Regions from separate parts of the Zea mays genome. Here region 1 is linked to region 2. The links are chromatin contacts, called in public Hi-C maps. All regions are on one chromosome and are shown on one strand. The core of a region is the stretch at or near the end of the contact, and the rest is flanking DNA. Distances in the headings are between cores, read along the strand shown. Region 1 has its middle 50 kb from the start of LOC107546777. Region 2 holds the start of LOC107546777 (putative receptor-like protein kinase).

Region 1 (4,875 bases), core at 930-3,429, 51 kb before region 2:
AAACAAATTTATTAAAACAAATAAGAGATAAGGCAAATAAATTTCACCAAAAACAAACTTAATATTTGTATTAAGTTACCAGAGCTATGCAATGACTACCTCGTTTACAAATCATTTTGTTAGAAAGAAAAAGAGTATAATCAGCTCTATATATAGTTCGTAAGTTTATTTCATTATCTAATGTTCATAACAAAAATAAAATTACAGCACATACTCTAATTCATAGCTACAAAAAACATCTAACTAACATTATCTCTAGCTTTATGTTCTTTATCAAGTATATGCAAGTGTGGAATGAAGTATGATTTTAATAAATATATGAGTCTTTTCGTGCCTCTATATGGGTCATTTCGTGTCTGCCTTAAACGGGTCGTGCTCGTGCCCACCCATGGGCCACGACCTCGGCCCAAACCCGACCCGATATATCGGGCCGTGCCGGCCCGACACTAAATTATTTTGGATCGTGCCGTGCCTGGGCCGTGTTTTTTTTCTGTGCTTCGGGCCGACCCATCAGACCCGGCCTAAATATACACCTATACGGCTCCGCCTTGGTTGCCGTTGCCGGACGGATAATTGGGTCCCCCCGCAGGAGCGAATGCGTCGTCGCACGTGAAGGCCATGAGTGCGTGCCACATGCATGCCTACCAGGGGTAGCGTAGCCGTAGGAGAGGGCAGGAGCATTGGTGGGGGCTGCAGGTTAGAGATGGTAATAGGTACCTGAAACCCGAAATCTGATAGGTTTTTACCCTATTAGGGTACGGGTTTAGGTAAATTTTCATACCCATGGGTTTGTTAATGGGCACAAATGTATACCCGACGGGTTCATGGTACGGGTTTATTCCTATAGTACCCAAACCCGTGAACCTGTGAGTTTTTTAAACCCAACCAAACCTAGTGCATATTGTCATTTTATTTTATAAACGAACAACAAACTTGTTATCTACCTATTTATCAAATAGTGAATGTATAAGTAGTTGGTGATAGTGTTGCGTGCTTGCTATTATAGTTATTACTAGCGTTATATATGTGGTGGATGTATAACTTAGTGCAAGGTAACTTGATTATACAACTTATTATTTGTATGTAATTCTCTCTACTAATATTATTTATACCAAATCATGAACTCGTTGTTCATTACATAAATTTTGGACCATGATCTCATTAATCATTACGATACTTATTGACTATAAAAAGAATAAGCATATTGGAGATAAAAACCCGTGGGTAACCCGTGGGTACCCGCAAACCCGATGGGTACGGGTTTGGGCAAAATTTCAAACCCGTCATGGGTACGGGTTTTTTAATGGGTGTAAATATTTTTCACGGGTACGGGTTTGGGATAGCAAAACCCGGCGGGTTTGTACCCGTTGCCATCTCTATTGCAGGCTGCTCCAGCTCGTGAGGTTGGCAGTAGTGCTGGGAATATGGGTCGGCACGAGCACGACTTGAAAATAGGAGTCTAAATTACGGCCCGACACGAAATAATTTAGGCCGGACTAGCACGGCCCGAAGGCGGGTTTGGGCTGGGCCTCAATTTCCGACCCGTCGGGCCCCCGGCATGGCCCACATAGATAGGCCGGGCTTGGGTCGGCCCGGCCCAATTAAGCCCAATCTGTTTAATTTCTTTAATTTAGTAAGATATCGATTTTATATTGTTGTTATATTTAGAGTTTATGTGTCAAATGATGCTAGAATTGTTTAATATCTTTAATTTAGTAAGCTATTAACTTTATATGGTTGTAATATTTTGATTTTATGTGGTCAAATACACGGGCCGTGCTTGGGCCGGCACGGCCCAAAGAAGGCACGACGTGGTTTAGGGCCGGACTGGGCCCTGTTTTTACACTTCGGGCTGGCACGGCATGTCCCAAAAATCTTTTGGGCTTTGCTGACTCGTACCCGTTTAACATGAAGCATGATGGGCTTAGGCCGGGCTGGCCCGACCTGGCCTAATTCCCAGCACTAGTTGGCAGTGGCAGTGCCAGCGGTTCCGGATAAGAGGGGCACGTGCGCCAAAATTCAAAATTCCGGAGATGGCACGCGCCTAGCCCCACGTCGTCAGCCAGCTGAGAAGCCGGAGATCCAAAATCCCAGCCGACGGCGACGAGAGTATGCGTGACTATCCCATCCCTGGTCACCAAATCAGTTGTGAGAGGGCAGTCCAACCCCGCGGCTGGTGGGGGGACCACCTGCCAGCCATGATGCGTGACGCCACCATCACCACCACGCCACCCGTGGAGTCAGAACAGGGATCCTGACCAGCACACATGAGAATTGGCAGAGTGAAGGCTTGCTATTAGCCTGTCCTAGGCTGATTGAAGGCTAATACCATCACTAGCACGATGCAGGCCGCGAGCAGGACGACTGTGCGTAGATGCATTATGCATAGCAGTATGCATGGAGTCCCATTCAGTGATACATACACCCATGCATGCATTATGGTGCACGTTAGCTATACGACCTCTGCAGCTAGTAGCTACTTATATTCGCACTTTCCCAGCAATCATGCATGCATGGTCGGTCTCTTCATTCTCATCGCCTAGCTAGCTTATTGGCTGATCGCTGATCGGTATCTAGTAGTATCCACTGCCAGCTCGATTCGATAGCCTACCAGAGCACCACTTCTCGATCGACCGCTATTATGCTGGTTAGCAAAATGAATGATTAAACCAGCGTGCGTCGTGTGTCGTCATTGTTCTTTAACTGTTGTGGTCCAGATCGTCGCTTTGATACGGCTAATGTAATGTCTAGCACCAGTATTGTTTTTGAGAACCGGCTACTTTCACGTATCCTATCTAGTGGTTAACTGGAATGTTCCCGTATGTATTCTCTTCACATGCGTAGTACCACCAGTACGACTATATTCGTTGACCTACGTACGGATCAAGTGATGACCGACGCCAAGAGATCGGAAGATGTCGCGGCGGCGGCCTGTGGTAGATGGACGTGATGAATCATAATTCACAGCTTAGTTTGTTGATTAAAAGGAGTTACTTTCTCGTTAGCTCCTGCTCCTTATTTATGCATGGCCACGCACCAACAAGTCTCTAGTTTTTTTTTTTCATGGGCGTCATCGAAGGACACCAACTCCTCATCGGTTTAATTAAACAATTAAACGTGCCTAGTGAAACATGTGAATAGATGTGATTTTGTCGCAAAGAGAAGAACAATATATATATATATATATATTATATATATTACTGCACAGTACGATTTTATCACCATATGCTATATATATATGCTGATAGATGCACGGTGTGTATACGTTCTAGCTAGAGTCAAAACCACGTTTTCTGCTTAGGTTTATTGTTGTTGATGATGTGATGGTATGTACGTAGTTGGGTTTAGTAGTTGATAACCTCTCTACTACAGAGATGTCAACCTCCAATTAACAAGTAGCATTCGGGCATGCATATCCACGTGCCCGGCCCGATCGATGAATTGAATGACGCAAGCTATTTGGTAGATGTACGTGACACTACTGCGCGCGGTGTGGTTCATAATACGTTCGTTGGTTAACTAACCGACCCGGGCCCGTTGTTAGTTCTGCTTTACAACAACGGCGCGGCATGCTTGTTTGCATGTTCAGTGGTGATAGTTCCATCGCCGGCTCTTGTTGGCAGCTATACGACCCATGCATCACAGATTCACAGGACAGTTACACAGCTGATCCTGCATGTATATGTATATGGATGATGGTTTCACCAACTTTACAAATCCAAATGCGTATATGCAGATATCTTTTGGAAACGTCAATAACATATATAGCATCATACAAGTGCTCTGGATTCTGATTTTGTACGACCCCAAAAAAATCGGCACACATACACATTGTGTGTGATTATAGTGGCGGAGGTTTGCAAAATAGCCCATTTCTATTCTATTGTTTTCATAAAATAAATACACAACTGAGTTTTTTGAAGAAAGCATTCAGAATATAATAGAAGGTTGCAGTGGAAGATGTTAAGCATTCAGAACAGAAGGTTGCAGGGGATACCATATCTTTGAAGAAAGCATTCAGAACATAACCATATAGCACAGACTTGGTAGCACTACTATTTTGGTGCAATTTGCAGTGGCTACATACAACCTACAGGTTTCAGTCCCGACAACCAGATGTCTTATGTGATATGAAGGACTACCAAAAAGGTAAACAAACAATAGCGCCAAAAAAAATGTATATGAATTCATTTTGTTTGGGGTTTAGGGTTTAGGAGTTCTTCTAGGACTGCTTGGAAATCTGTAGGTAGCTTTGCATCAGCAATCTTCTTGCTAGCCTGCAAGTCAATGAGAACATTACCTCAAGTGTAAAAAAGAAAAGAGCAGCATCCACAATGGAAAAACAAAACTCCACAGATAATAGAGTAATAGGCATGGACAAAAAAAATATAGCAGCTGATAGAAGATTTGTCAGAAATGTAGCAAGATACTGTGGAATGCCACCATGCAAGAAGAGAAGCATGTTGTAATGTAAGAAATTTCCTGTTGTTACATACTTACATCAAAAGTCCATATAACTTTATGCGAAACTTAAATTTGTACAAAACCAAACACAACACTCAATAACTCCATTAACAGAGAGGGTAAATATCTGTATTGCTGATCTTTGTTTACCTTTGTCCATGTTCCAAAGACAAATATGAGCAATACAGATATTTACTCCATGTTTAAATCCATTGACAGTAAAAATCTGTATTGCAGGTTCCGCTTCAAAACACAGCACCCCAAAACCAGAACCAGCACGAGCGTTACATATCTTTGGCACAACAAAAAAGTAAGGGTGTGAACAGAGCACTAAAATAGTAAAAACAGTAGTATTAATAAAAATATATTAATAAAAGTCTTTCCGAGGGTCACAGAGAATAATAAAAACAA
Region 2 (4,919 bases), core at 1,247-3,746:
TGCCAGTTCAGGGAAAAAAATACACTGTGCGCGCCTAGTTTAGGAGCACATGCGTCCCTCTCAACGGTTTTGTTAAAGTCAAGCTCTGCACCGGCTGGTCCGTCGTGCCGTGCTAAACACCACAAGTATGTCTACTCATTTAACTTCCGCTACTAGTTTTTTTTCCTATTTAAAGTTTACCAATATAGGAGTAGACAATTCAGCAGAAATGAGCTAAACTAAACTTAGTGAATGGAAGATGAGGTAATGCATGTAACCACACAGTTCTATTTGAATTTTTTTCCGTTTCTCTTTCTTAATTAATGAAAAGTCACACAGTTCATACTGGGTTAATCGTTTTTTAAGTACGAACAATTTATCATTCTACAAATGAGAACAGTTGTTTGGCTACATGTTGCTTCTTTCACGCATTTTGCACAGCAAATTAGAAAAAAAGAAAAAAAGAGAAAAGTATATAGTTTTTTTGACCAATAACATACGTGATAGTATTTTCTTATGTCAAGTGGTAGCAGGGTATGGGTTGGCAGTACACTCGGTCAGAGAGCAGGAGGCGAGTATGTGCGTTCAAAACGCTTTGATGCAAACACCCAATTATTATTTCAGCACGACCACTGGCGGCGGAATAAAAGTCGTATGGACGCCCATTTGTTTTTGAACCAGGACTGTGCCGTTCTGCGAAGGGCACATTTTCGAGATGCGATTTCTTTTGTTCATTCACGCAGCGTTCACAAACCAAGCCCTCAACAAATCCTATACAAATCCAAATCTAGCTAAATTATAGGTACAGACAACGGCAAGGAAGAAACACCCGATGCACTTTACAAAAAAAAAGAACCCACTAATAAGAATCAACAAAATCTTGGAATCGTGCGCTGCAAAGATCCTCTCTCTCTCTCTCTTTTTTTTGTCTCTCTCAAGTAGATGCCGCTTTGGCATAATATGATGGAAATCCCCATCAGCACACAACTTAGCTCTGCCTTTTTATCTCCCCAAGTCTTCCCCTAATTTAGCTATGGAAATCAACGTTTTTTCACCACGCTTTTCTCCCCTATTTCTTTTTGATATGCTCGCCTACTAACAACGCTTTGTTCTCCTCGCAACCAATGGATGGGCGCCACGTGCGCGACGCATGCGCATCAGCACCGCAAGTTAACGACTCGGGGAGCCAGATCTGAGCGCGTCGGCGGAGGCGACGACTTTCCACTGGTGACTCACACCTTCCAGTGACCGTCCGATGCCATCCCCACGGCGGAGATGGATCCCTGCGCGCTCTGCTCCAGGGTGCGCACCACGTCGGCCATGGACGGCCGGAGGCTGGGGTTCTCGCCGACACAGGCCGCGGCCAGCGCCGCCACGGCGGCGGCCTCGGCGGCGTCGTAGGCGGTGCCGAGCCTCTCGTCGACCATCCCGCGGGGCGGGTCGCCGGCCCTGAGCCGCGGCGCGACGGCGGCGGTGAGGAGGCGGCCGCCCTCCTCCGCGCAGAAGGCCTCCATCCCCGTGAGGAGCTCCAGGAGCAGGACGCCGAAGCTGTACACGTCGCTCTTCTTGGTGACGACGCCCGAGCGGATGTAGTGCGGGTCGACGTACCCCGGGGAGCCGAGCATGGCGGTGCGCGCGGACGGCCGCGGGCGCACGGCGGCCGAGAACCCCGTCCGCGCCGACCCGAAGTCGCACAGCTTGGCGGACATGGCCGCGTCCAGGAGCACGTTGGAGGCCTTCACGTCGCCGTGCACCACCTGCGGCTCGCAGCGGTCGTGCAGGTACTCGAGCGCCCGCGCCACCTGCAGCGCCGCCGACACCCGCCGCGCCCACGGCATCGTCCCCGCCGCCTTGCCCCCGCCGTGGAGCCGCTCGTGCAGGTTCCCGTTCGCCGCGAACTCCAGCACCAGCACGCCTTCCTCTGCGCGTCGATAAGGCCACCGGAGCGTTTCGTCAGCAGCTCAAGCACAAGGCGAACTAGCGCGAGAGAGCGGAGCGTAGCAGAGGAGAGCAGAGCACCCAACCTTGCTGGTCGCAGAAGGCAAGGAGGCGGACGATGTGCGGGTGGCGGACGCGTCGGAGCGCGTCGAGCTCCTGGCGGAACACGCGGTGGAGGCGCTCGCTGCTGCGGTGGACCTTGACGGCGGCCAGCGCGCCGCCGGAGAGGCGCGCGAGGTACACGGTGCTGAACCCGCCCTCGCCGACGACGGCCGAGGTGAACCTGCCCGTCATCGCCTCCACCTGCGCCCACGACAGCCCCCGCGGCCCGGCTTCGGCGGCCCCCTTGTCGTCGAACGCCTCGAAACCCCCGTCCTCGTCGCCTTCCCGGTCGCCGGCCGCCGCATTGGCGCCGCACCCGCAGCAGAATAACCTGTAGTAACTCTGCACTCCCATCTTTGTCCAAGGAAGTTTCTTGCACAAAATAGACAGGAGAGGAGAGGAGACCGCAGAGGAGAGGACTTGTGGGTGATGAAGAAGGGAGGGAGATGGTGCCTCCGCCTGCCCTCTGCCTCTCTGTATTTGTATCTCTGTGTACTTGGGTTGGGGGAAGGCTTATATACAGGTCTGTCGGTGTGGGGTTAGGACGTGTGCTGTGGTGGTGATGAGGTAAGCAAGCGAGAAATTTATGCAGCAGTGGGTAGGCATGATGGGGGGTTTCTGACACGTGGGCCCATCTTACTCTCAAGTCTCCAATAGCGATATTGTGCCGCACCAAATATGCTTCGAACCAACCGTTTATCATTCAATATAATCTAGTCGTCCTCCATTATCCATGGAGTTCCATGGATTACATCGACATTTATCATGCGCTTGTTTAGACTCATAATAACTGGACCAGTACGCCAAGGCGTGAATGAACAGTAGAGGTGGTTCCTTCACGAACCGGGATGTCTCGCACCCACCGCTGATCGGTGATGGATGCAGCCTCCTGGGCACCGGGCAGGGCAGGTTCTTGAGATGACGGCACGACGTACGTTAATTAAGGGCTAGTAAGCAGGAAGCTTTAGCCGCATGTCAGTTTACCGCTGCCGAGCTCCGATCAGCTCAAATCAGGGAAAAAAAAAGAAGGTACTGATGACCGCTCACTCACCGCAGGCCGCAGCAGCAGTGGAAAACTACTACATTCACGGATTTGTTTTAACTAGCCAGCACTACGCTGTGGGGTCTGATTGGTTGTCCACACCAAGTCATCTCAAACCACCATATGTGTTAACTTTGTTTAAACTTATGTCGGTTGCCGGGGTTGCAAACTTATGTCGGTTGCCGGGGTTGCCGCCTTGCCGGAGACGTAGACGATATGAGTAGATGCAAATCAAATTATTTAAAAGCTATTAACCTGCATCTGTCCGCGCGTGCAAAATTACCATATGCAGCCGGCTAGAGAGGGTCCAGCTTGGCGCATATACACGAAGCCATCCAATCAAGCCAAGTACGCTAATGTGTAACCAGATATTATGTGCAAGCGTACAAGCGAACTTCTTAGTCTATTTGATCATGATTTAACCATATGCCAAATTCAACATTTAAATTCTTCCACCATCGATTTATATTAAAAATTCAACACTTAAATCCGATTACCTGTTCTCAGTTTGGAGTGGCCGCCAAGGGATGGTCAAAATGGACGCCAGGCCGACGGCGACGGGCGGACGGTAGGGAGCTGTGCTGCTGCAGCACACTGTGGGCCTGTGGCTGTTGGCGCAGCTGCAGGGCTGCCAGGGAGAGCGATGATGCGTGCAGTGCTGCAGGGACGAGGAGGACGCAGCGCGCGCGCATCCGAGAGTCGTCGTGATAAATGCGTTTGCTTCCTGTCTTGATGATATGACGAATTAGATGCAATCTCCATTTCCCGAACGAATTTCGCGTGTTGGTTCATGCATACGGTTGGGTCTCTCTAGTTAATTCACTGCAGGCTATAGTTTGGGAGAGCCCCTCAAATCCCCTGCAATTCTCTTGCTCATTCACATCGAGCTCAGCTCTATACAGGTATACATACATATACCTGTCTGTACTTCACGAGAAAGACCCTGCGCGCTGCAGTACGTAGCCAGCTGCTGATCAATGATCAGGTGAGCTTTGATCCGTGCCTGGGAGGGACCAAAAGGTTAAAAGTAGTAGCTAGCAAGCAAACTTTCCACGCGTACGGGCATGGCGAACCACGAGAACGCGCATCGGATTCCTGAACTGAACTGAACCTTCACAGGAACTCCGGCGCCTGCTCGCTCCTCGCCCGAATTTTTTGTATTTTAGCCCCTAAACTGAAGTAAATTCACGTTTAGACCTAAAAAAATTTTAAATGCAGTTTTGGACCCTTTGCTCGGCGCCATAGGCCGTGGCGCCGAGCTAACACAGCTCGGCGCCACAGCCTATGGCGCCGAGCTTCGTGACGTGTCATCCCGCGTGGCACCTAGCTCGGCGCCACAGATCTTGGCGCCGAGCTAGGAAATATCCGCCCGACGCCTTCCTCTCTGCCCGTTTCGTCTGTTTTTCAGTTTTCGCGCCGAGCCCACCGCCGCCGTTAGCAATTCGCTCGCCGCCCCGTCGCCGTCGCCTTCTCTCCGGCCACCTGCACGCCCTTCACCGGCGGCGCGGCCGCTAGTCTCCGGCCTCTCCGCCCGGCGAGCTCCGGCGAGCACAGCCGCGGTCGCTCGGCGAGCTCCGGCAAGCACAGCCGAGGTCGCCCGCCCCGTCCTCCTTCGTCGCCTGGGCCGGCCGCCGCCTAGCTCCCCGGCCACCGCGCAGCCTGCTCGCCGAGCTCGGGCCCCGGCAGCTCCGTCCCCGACCACCGCGCTGCCTGCTCGCCGCAGCTCCTTCCCCGACCGCCGCGCGCTCACTGCCTGCCACCGGTAATTTTATTTTTTTAATTTCTTAGTTAGTAAACTGTTAGGGTTTGTTAGTGGTTAGTAATTAGTTAGCTATCCAATTATTTATTGTTTAGTAAA

What was found. Hi-C and Micro-C count contacts between places; a contact is called where the count stands out from the background.
Region 1: a contact with region 2 is called in a Hi-C map of tassel, with 2.2 times the contacts expected there. The contact joins the enhancer-like site here to the promoter of LOC107546777 in region 2. A contact is called at or near these places in 6 of 25 Hi-C or Micro-C datasets (bundle sheath, ear, endosperm and 2 more).

What each region holds. Positions count from the first base shown.
Region 1 is chr5:23,354,590-23,359,464 of Zm-B73-REFERENCE-NAM-5.0, reverse strand. No RefSeq gene overlaps it. Among protein-coding and RNA genes, the nearest start is that of LOC107546777, 50 kb to the right of the region's middle. Within about 2 kb of position 2,179, at least 17 of the 20 cell types and tissues checked have an H3K27ac peak or open chromatin away from gene starts, as enhancers often do. A contact at or near this core is called in ear, leaf and tassel, where this site is marked.
Region 2 is chr5:23,304,204-23,309,122 of Zm-B73-REFERENCE-NAM-5.0, reverse strand. LOC107546777 (putative receptor-like protein kinase) reads right to left here and starts at 2,496. Exons shown (of 2, transcript NM_001322954.1): 1 at 2,004-2,496; 2 at 561-1,900. The coding sequence starts at 2,373. The coding sequence ends at 1,212.